2 separate regions of the Mus musculus genome follow, and region 1 is linked to region 2. Evidence: chromatin contacts called from public promoter capture Hi-C data. All regions are on one chromosome and are shown on one strand. The core of a region is the stretch at or near the end of the contact, and the rest is flanking DNA. Distances in the headings are between cores, read along the strand shown. Region 1 holds the start of Nmnat2 (nicotinamide nucleotide adenylyltransferase 2). Region 2 holds the start of Ncf2 (neutrophil cytosolic factor 2).

What was found. Promoter capture Hi-C pulls out the DNA fragments that hold promoters and counts their contacts.
Region 1: a promoter capture Hi-C map of embryonic stem cells shows a contact between it and region 2, with 2.8 times the contacts expected there. The contact joins the promoter of Nmnat2 here to the promoter of Ncf2 in region 2. A contact is called at or near these places in 7 of 39 promoter capture datasets (the HPC-7 cell line, embryonic stem cells, liver and 2 more), 7 of 484 Hi-C or Micro-C datasets (the AtT-20 cell line, embryonic stem cells, nephron progenitors and 1 more), 6 of 115 datasets of contacts at active chromatin or transcription factors (embryonic stem cells and neural tube) and 3 of 9 other capture datasets (adipose tissue, embryonic stem cells and liver).

The regions. Positions count from the first base shown.
Region 1 is chr1:152,952,734-152,957,765 of GRCm38.p6, forward strand. Nmnat2 (nicotinamide nucleotide adenylyltransferase 2) reads left to right here and starts at 2,368. Exons shown (of 11, transcript NM_175460.3): 1 at 2,368-2,460. The coding sequence starts at 2,376.
Region 2 is chr1:152,797,207-152,802,008 of GRCm38.p6, forward strand. It overlaps Ncf2 (neutrophil cytosolic factor 2), which reads left to right and starts at 2,947. Exons shown (of 16, transcript NM_010877.5): 1 at 2,947-3,307.

The DNA.
Region 1 (5,032 bases), core at 1,118-3,617, 150 kb after region 2:
GTTCCTGCTCAGACACTGTTTCAGCAAAGAGCCTGCCCGCCCCTGACCCCCTCGAAAGAGGACTGATTCCTTTTCTGTTTCTTTCCTTGCTTTATGTTTCTAGATATTCCGATTACTAATGCATCTATTAATTTTTTAATGGTCTGTTGTTTTTGCCTAGAGTGTGAACTGAATTAAAGCAGCAGCCCTATCTTGTTCACAACCCTTAAGTCAGTGCTTGGTATATGGCAGGCATTCAATAAATATTTATTGCTTAATTATAATTATGTTAATTGCCCAGCTTCTAACATCTCTTGCTCTTTCTACCCCGCCCATTTGCATCTTGTGTTAGAGAAGACACAAACTTCTGTATGAATTACACTGGCTCTTAAGACTCTTATATTGAAACCAGAAACTTTGGGGTCAGTACTTTGGCTTATCAGGTAAAGCAGATGTCACCAAGGCTGATGGTCTGAGTTCTATCCCAGGGACCCACACTTAAAGAGGAGAGAAATGACAGCTGCAGGTTGTCCTCTGAGCTCTGTGGTAGTGCTGTAATATTTGTGTGTGTGTGTGTGTGTGTGTGTGTGTGCGCGCGCGCACATGCATGCTTACGTGCACACACACAAAGTAATAAACTAGAAACTAGAAAACTAGAAAATCTCTCCACAGTAGGAATTGATTTACTATTCAGCAAAAATTAAGAAATATGAACCGCATGCCTGCCAGAAACTCTTAGATAAGAAGTAAGGAGCAGTGCTAATGCGGTGGCTGAACAGGCAAAGGTACTCACTACCAAGGCCGATGGCCTGGGTTCAACACCCAGTTCCCACAATGCAGAAGGAGAGAGCTGACTCTTGCAAGGAACTGTTCGTCCAAGAAGGCAATACTTGTGCTTCTGAATCAGGAATCTAATTACTGGTTCTGTAATGCATCCAAAGAGAACAGTTGTCCGGTCTTCAAACCTTTCCTTTCCCCCTATTCATTTTTCAGAGTCTTAGCCCATTCATTTACTAAACTCAAATTTTAAGGCGTTTCCCCAAACGTCTCTATATCCCATCCATCCGCAAAGACTAAAAGCTACAAAATCTATGGTATCTATCCTGCCCTGCCTCATCTCCCTGCTGCTGACTCTCTATACCCAGCAGTCCCAGGACAGGACCACCTGCCCAAGGCTGCCAACTTTCTCCTAATTCTTATTTTCCTCTTGGTTCTTTTCCTCCCAACACTCAGAGATCTCATAAAAATGTCAATTACATGGTACTCTCTGTCTAACGATTTCAATGGCCTCCTTTTGTTATTCCACTGTAAGTCAGTGACTCATAAGAACTTCCTGTCCATTATCCTAAACCCATATGATGACTGGGTGCACATTTCTCTACTACTGTTTGCCCACCTGTCCAGGACTTTTGGTTATATGGCCCTCCTTTCATGTTCACAAGCACTGGAAGCCTGTCTCCGGGTCTCTGTACCAACAACTTCTTGTCTAAATAGGCCTGCCTTAAATGTCGTCTAAGCCAGAGAGGCTTTCTCAGACTCCGTCCAATCTGCTCTGTCAGACAGTGAGTTAATTCAGTTATCATTCGGGGTCCACAGCAGCATCCAATAGAGAGTGAGCATCAAGAAGTAAGCATAGAGTGGTGACTGACTCAACTTGGACAGCTGATGTAGGAATTTCGTAATACTTAGCCTTACTAATTTCCCATTCATATCTGCCCAAACCCATAATTCAACCCACACAAAGGACCAACATTAGCAGAAGGGCTTTCTTAGTAGCCACAGGTCAAGATTTGGATTCCAGTCAATAGTTTAGAATCACTAAATAAGGGAGGAGAACAAAACAAAACAAAAAATCCGAAATGAACACTATTGAAAAGAAAACCTATCATTTGTCACTTTAAATATTAAAGCTCATGAAAAAGAAAATTCATAAAATCAAACATTTTTGAAGTCGGATATGTTAGGGAATGTAGACAGGGAGAGAAAAAGTGAGTCAGGAAAACGAAATTTGACACAGAGAGAACATAGCCAGCAACCACGCTGTAAGGATGCCAGGGTACCACTCCTTTCCTTGTAGATAAAGTAAGATGCAGTGAGGTGGGGTGGAGAGGGTAGAAACAATAGGGTCAGGAACCAAGACCAGTGACGCAAAAGAAGCTAGAGAGGAAGTAGGACTAAGCAGAGCCAAAGGGAGAGCAATACAAAAGCAGCCTTGGATCGAGCCGGAGTGGCAAGCGTTAAAGGGAGGCGGGGAGTGACGCGGTTTGCGTCTAGAGCGGCTCCTTGGAGTCCACAGCATCCACCGCCGGAGCCTCGCCTTCCTTTCTCCGTCTGCAGACATATCGAGACACAAAAAGAGGCAACCCCTGGATCAGTGCGAGAGACCTCATCCCATCATGACCGAGACCACAAAGACCCACGTTATCCTGCTGGCCTGCGGCAGCTTCAATCCCATCACTAAAGGGCACATTCAGATGTTCGGTGAGTCCTCCCGCCCACCCCGGAGGCTGCTTCCGCTGCTCTACTCTCGCCAATATCAGGGCTTTCCAAGGCGATTGAGCAGGAAGGCGTGCGCCCCTCCGGAGGGGTGCGCCGGCTGATCAGGCTGGTGCCAGGTCAGCCCCAACTATCCCCGCTAGCACGAGCCGACGCAAACTGCGTTTTTTCCAGGCTTCTCTAGCGTGGGGCCAGATCGCCTCGCCGAGGGCCAGGGATGGGGGAGGTGCGGGGCTGGGGGGTGAGTGTCCTCTGGGGTGGGGTGGGGGCGCCTGGTTAGAGCCCTGGAGTGCGGTGGTTTGAGTACTTGGCGGGCAAGGGTGGGGATAGGGGCAGAGGTTGGGGTGCGAAGAAGGAAGGAGAAGGGCTGAAGATAACGTGCTGTTTGTTTAGGATGGGCAGAAAGCTCGAAGGAGTTAAATGTGCCTCGGAGACACAAACACTCGCACACGACACACCAGTGGCAGGGACTGGGGCTTCAAGGAGACTAATACTGGGCTTGGCTGGCGGTTCCAGGAGGCTCAACGGACAATGTTTGGAGATTGTAGCTTTGGTGGCCCAGAGCGGTGGATGTTGGCTAATGGAGAGGGAAGGGTACCACTGCCCCGCCGAGGTTTGGCTCCGGCTGCCTTGGAAAGGGGAGGGGGCGGGGCGACTGCTTCGGGAGGTGGTCCACGAGCCGGCGAGATGGATCCCGGCCCAAGTTGGCCAAGGTTCTGCCCAAGGCGGCGATGACAACCGGCATCCTTGCGGTGTGAGTGTGAAGATGGATATTTGAATGTGCGTGAGAGCTCGTGTGTGGGGTAGGGACGTGTCTTCACGAGTTTGTTTTTTGAGGTTCGGGACGTACAGTGAGAGGGGGAAAGCTCAGGCGTCTCGGGTGCGTGCATAAAGGTCCAGCAGAGAGGCAGGAAAGAGGTAATTGTCCACGCAGGTTGAAATTTCTCGCCGCCGGTGCGGAAGCCACGCCGCTCGAAGGCTACTGCTTTAGGACCCAAAGGCGCAGGGTGTGTGCGCGTTTAGACCCCTGAGAGGGGGACGCGGGGTCACTTTAAAAGCAGAAATTGAGAAGTTATAAGTTGGGGTGATTTTTCTTTTCCCCTGGGACTCAAGGAAATGAGTAAGGGAGAGCCAGGGCTCTGGGGATGGGAGAAGGGCAGGGTGAGAGTCCCTGACCCGGCCCTGCGGTGAGGCGCTCTCCACAGGCGGTGGTGCTGAAACGCAGAGCGCTGCTACTGGCTGCGGGCACACGTGTTTGCCCAGGTCTGGAGGACTGCCAGAGCTTTCCTAGGCTGTTTAATGAAAGCCACAGCATATCCGTGAAGACCACCCCAAATGCATAAGCCAAAACTCTTTCCTCTAACCCTAAAAGATTATTCTGCACTGGGCCTTACGGCTAACAGGACAACATTATAAAACTACCCTGCACACAGGACAGGTTCAGTAGCCACCTTATGGAACGGGGAAAGTTAGGACGTCTAAGAAGCAGCCATTCCTTCTGCTTTATTCTGTAAGCTTTTAAAAGTGTTTATTCAGAAATGTCGCCAACTTGCCTGTTAAACAGGGTGCTTTGTTCCAGCATTAAGGTAAACCAGCAGCAAGGTAGGCCACATCCCCAGTCTTTTGAAGTAGCAGCAACCTGGGCAGCCACCACTTTTAACCTTCTTGTGAGTTCAGTGCCTTCTCTTCTACTCTTCCTCCTCATGGCTCACTTTCCGTTGGCAGTCGTTTGCTAATATTGTTTCCCTCCCCCTTGGCCAGGCAGGATCGGGCTTCCTTGGGAACTCTTTGGCTTTAGGAGCCTTTAGTGGGAGAGTGGGTGCTCCTCCTTTTTTTCAGGGACTAAGGATGTGGAAAATCCCACTTGCTGTAGGATTAGAAGTGGGTCAGATTTTGATTTTGATGGAGAGCAAGGGCATGGGACTGCAGCTGGAGAGTTTGGTAGCAGCGATAAGGGCGGTTACTGAGGGAATGCTGGCCAGACAGTTCTCCTGGAGCTTTGGGGATAAAATGTGAAAGCAGGCAGGGGTGGTAGCAGAAGAGTTTTGTGGATGGAGACATTTGACAGTGGCCATTAGTCACTTCCCATTGGCACCGAGGACCAATCAAGAATAGCTGTCAAGAACGCCTTTTTAAGTGTCCATTAAGTGTAACATAAAGAAACACAGGAAAAAGGCTGTGATGTGGGTTCACTCTGGGTGGAAGGAGCTTACCACCTAATGGAGGCATTTCCAAAGTACAGAAACATGTGAAGAAGAAGATGAGATAGATATCAAACCGTTTATTGTGGAATCTCTTATCGGTATCTTTGAGCTTCTGTTGCATTTTGAAAATTATTTTTGACATCTATTTCATTATTATTTGTGATTGTGCATGTGTGTGCATGCAATGTGTATGTATGTGTGTGTGTGCATGCATGTGTGTGTATGTGTGTATGTGTGTGAGTATGCATATGTGTGCATGAGTGCATGTGTGTGCATGCACGTGTGTGTATGTGTGAGTATGCATGTGTGTGTGCATGAGTACATGTGTGTGCATGCATGTGCTACAGCTTTCA
Region 2 (4,802 bases), core at 1,697-4,196:
CAGCGTGCTTTCTTTTTATAACTTTTTTTTTACACTTATTAATTTGTGTCAGAGAGGGTGTGTATTTATGCGTGAGTGTGCAGAATGTGGAGAAGACACGGGACACATGGACCATGCTACAAGTATGGAGGTCAAAGGATCTTAGAGAGGCAGTTGTTTCCTTCCTCACTGCATGTTCTGGAGGGTCAAACTCAGGTCGTCAGGCTTGGCAGCGGGTATCTACCCACTGAGCCATCTCTCTGGGCCTGAAGGCAGCTTTCTTACCTCCTGCATCCTCTCTGTATCTTCAACTCCCTGAACTACTTGCAACATCCTGGAATCCCCAAAAAACACACACACACACACACACACTTCTTCTGGTGCTAAGAGGCCTTTATATTGTGTCTTTCATGATGTTTTTGAAAGCACGACCCTCTCTGGAGTTTGTCTTGCCTTTCACATACTTTGATCTGGTTCCTCCTTAGTGAGAAGCCACGTATCATCCATTCTTCGGGCATCTGGCCTCTTTGGAGTTCTTGAGAGTTTCCATTACCCCCCAACTTCATAGTCCCCAGGACTGTGTTGTTTCTGAGACTCTCATCTCCTGTTAGCAATTGATTAGTTTAGAATCTCACAGCAAAAACTCCCATCTATTTTCCTGTTTGGGTTTTTGTTTGTTTGTTTGTTTTTGTTTTGTTTTGTGGGAAAGGCATACAACAGAACTAACTAGAACAAGTTTGCTGCAGCTGGGCATAGACCCACGCCTTTAAGTTCAGCACTGGAGGCAGAGGCAGGCAGATCTCCGTGAGTTCATGTGAAAGGCAAAGTAATGTTTTAAATTTTAATTACTGTGCCTAAAAGATCCATGAAACAAAAGTGCCTTGGCCAGGCGTGGTGGCACACACTTTTAATCCCAGCACTCAGGAGGCAGAGGCAGGTGGATTTCTGAGTTCGAGGCCAGCCTGGTCTACAGAGTGAGTTCCAGGACAGCCAGGGCTACACAGAGAAACCTTATCTCGAAAACCAAAAAAAAAAAAAAAAAGTGCCTCGGGCCTGTAAACCCTGGCCAAGGACAGATACTTCCTGAAATGACGGAGGCTATTGTTTATGGAAGAAGCAAGTCACGTGTTTTCACTTCCCCAAACAGGTTCAGTTGAGCCAACTACACGAATGTGCTAGATGACATGTGGGCAGGAGGTACGGAGACAGGAAATGGGTCAGGATGGTTGCTCACCCCTGATTGGATCTGATCAAAACACAATGGCCTTATGGCGTTCAGGAATAGCCTGGTCAGAGTCTATCATCCTGGCCAGTATTTAAAACGTTTGCTTTAAATTTGACTCAAAATTGTGGTAGTGGTCCTATTTTTTCCCTCGGGAGGATAAACATTTGAGGCCAGCCTGATCTACAGAATGAGTTCCAGGATACCCAGGGCTACACAGAAAAACCCTGTCCTGAGGAGGAAAAAGAAAGAAATGGTTACTTATTTGCTGGGTGGCACATGCCATTAATCTCAGAAGTCAGGAGGCAGATCTCTCAGTTAGATGTGTTGTTCCAGGAACCACGAACTCCAAAAGATCACCAAGCAGCCCTTTGCGATGTAATAGCATTAGGGTCTCTTTATTACAAGCGCAGGCTTGGGCTCTCCTCCATCCCAATCCTGACACAGCAAGGACAGAAAGGGAAGGTGGAGCGGCCTCGAACCCTCAGCAGGACAAGTTTTTATAGAAAAATAGGAGCAAGGGAGGGGGTGAGGGAGAGGGTGTCCAGTCTGGCAAGCATCTAATAGAATGGCTATAAGCTGAGAGGTGGGTGCTCTGAAATAAGGCCGTATACAAATAGCCTGAAGGTACATCTGAAACAGTCAGACTAATCTTTGATTAACTATTGATAGGAAGTAGCCAGGAAGTGTCCTCTGGCCAAGGACAAGCCGTGTGGTCCTTCCTGGTACGTGGGTACAGTCCCAAGATGGGGTAGGTTTGGTCTCTCAGATGGCCAGTCTGGCCTACTGATCAAGTTCCAAGACAGACAGGCCTACAAAGAGAAACCCTGTATTGAAAATCCAAAACAAAAGGCAAGCTTGATGGCACACTAAATTGTAAGGGCTTAGACTTTGGCTGGAACTCAGAAGAGCCCTGGGAAAAACTGAGCTCGGGTGCTTCTCAGTCTCCTCTCTGCCACCTCCCCTGACCCCTGCTCTGGAGGGCAGAGCATGGCAGAACCTACCGCTCCCTCTCCTGACCCTAAATTCTGATTCTCCCCCCCACCCCCCAAGACAGGGTTTCTGGCTGTCCTAGAACACTCCGTAGACCAGGCTGGTCTCGAACTCAGAAATCCACCTGCCTCTGCCTCCCAAGTGCTGGGATTAAAGGCATGCACAACTACTGCCAGGCTTAAATTCTGATTCTTGAGAGCTAGAACTTCACAGGCCTTGCTGTGTGTCCATTGTATTCCAACCGGCTGGGAGTGTTTCGGTCCAAATGTGGGCCGTGCTTTTGCTGTGGTTCAGACAACAGATCCCAGAAAAGAGGAGGGAGCATGGATGCTTCACTTACTGTCATACGTTGGCAGACACATGCAGAATGACCACATGCTTTCAGCTGCTACAACAGAGGAATCAACAGAGAATCTTAGAGATTTCCATCTTACTAAATGTGGAAATGGTTGGGTTTCGAACTTGGGACAAATGGCTTAGGTGGCTATAGCATATCAAAGCAGAGCTGGCCACCAGCTTCTCTCTGTAATCCTCCACCCTCTACGTGTCACAGAGCCTCCTATCAGGCATACCCTGCCTCCTATCCTGAACTCTTGGGCCTTGAGGTCTGCTCTTCCCTACATAATCCAATCATTTCTGTAACCTGCTGTCTTTGTGCCTTTGGGCCTCCTGGCTGCTGTGCCTGGCTCCTCCCACTCCCTTCTTCCTCCCCTTCCCTCTCCCCACATAGCACAGCTCAGCCTGTTCCTGTCTATTCAGCACTCTCCCGGAGGTCCCTGACTCTGGCTGTGCTCTCTCTCCCACACAGCTATAATAAACTCTCTCCTCCACCATATCTGGGAACAGTCATGTTCCTTTTCCTTTCTTATTTCTTTTCTTTCTTTTTCTTTTTTTTTTTTCCCATTCAGAGTGTGTTTCTAACTCGTCACACTCTTCCTTTTCCTGTGATGACAAGGTCGGTGTGAAGCTTTGTGTTTCGAGCTTGACAGGATCTAGATGAGCCTCAGGTCACACCTCTGAGGGATCGTCTGCCTTAGGTTAACTGAGGTAGAGCATCTGCTATGAAAAGTGACCAGGACTTGGGTCCTCCCTGCATAAAGAGAAGAAGGCTACGTGAGTATGAGTTGGTCCCCTGCATCCTGACAGTGGGTGCCTTGTGACCAGCTGCTTCAGGGTCTGACACCATGATTTATCCACCATCATGGACTGTACCCTGGAGACTAGTGAGCCCAAATCAACCCTGCCTTCATTACGATGTTTCTGTCGGAGTGTTTTACCACAGCAAGAAAATTGACTACTTCACAGCTTCTCCTCCTGTGATATCAGAAACCACTTGGTCTCCAGTAGTCTTTAGCCTTAGATGTCCTCGGTGCGAGAGTCCTTGCCTGAGGAAGCAAGCCGAAGAAACTGCATATGCGATCCCAGCGCAATCATGAAAGAAACCACATAACGTTATCTGAAAGAGCCCCCCAGCACTGCGATGGGATAGCGTGTGGGGGTTCAGCATTCTGAAAGAATGCAGAACTGAAAAGGATGACTGTAGCCCCAAAGAGAGCTAAGATGTGTGGGGCGTGACACCATTTTATTAAAATGTCTTAGATCTGCCATATTTACTCAGAATGTTAGGTGCTAGGTTCTGTGGGAAACAAGGAAAGCAGAAGGGCGCTCCCTGCCTCTAGCACTTACAGCAGAGCCCCTGTGTTCAGGTGCTGGGATAGAGAATGAAGAGAAATGCAGAGGAAGGGAAATCAATCTCTGTGGCCTTCTCGGGGTCAGGGAGGGTTTCATGTCGGGTGTGAGACAAAACTGATTCTCTGAGGACAGGCAGGTGGGCTCTGGTTGCACAGGCCTGGAATTCTAGCTACTTAGGTTGTGGCGAATTCAAGCCAGACCTAGGCTGCAAAGCAAGTTCAAGGACAGTCTTGGAAACCTAGTGAGATCCTGTCTCAAAATCATTTTTTAAAAGCCGGGGAAGGGGCTGGAGTTGGAGGTCAACGGTAAAGTACTTGCACAACATGTGAGAGGCTCTGGGTTTGATCTTCAGTACCGGTGGGGTGGGGTGGGGTAGGCTGGGAGGATGGATAACAGTAAAGTCTTCAGAAAAACGTATGATGAGAATCCACATTTAGGGTCTCAATTGTTTATTTGGTTAATTACCCATTCAGCCAATCATGAGAGTTTTACTAAGTATCCCTAGGAAGATGCTGGCATTGTTTGAAGTATACAGAGCTGAAAATGACCCCAGTCTCTTGCATGCTTAATATGAGGGTTCTTTGAAAGAATAAGTATACCTTACACATTCATTGTGACTAGGGTAGTCTGCCAACCAAATAAAACAGCAGTCATGATTTTAAAGGCTACCTGTGGCTATCTAAAGTCACGTAGAATCTAGATCATTTTTCTCTTGCTCCATTTTCCTTCCTTCTCCTCTGTCTCTGTCTCCAAAAACCCCAGCTTCGCCTCCCTTTTCCCTGTCCAATTACAGGCTTCTTGTTGTATTAACATTCAAATTGATTGGACCTGGAAAATTCTGCTACACAAAACTGCTGGGGTCCCACCCCCACATTCAGGTACTGAGATGGAGCACGGAGAGGCAGAGCAGAGGTTG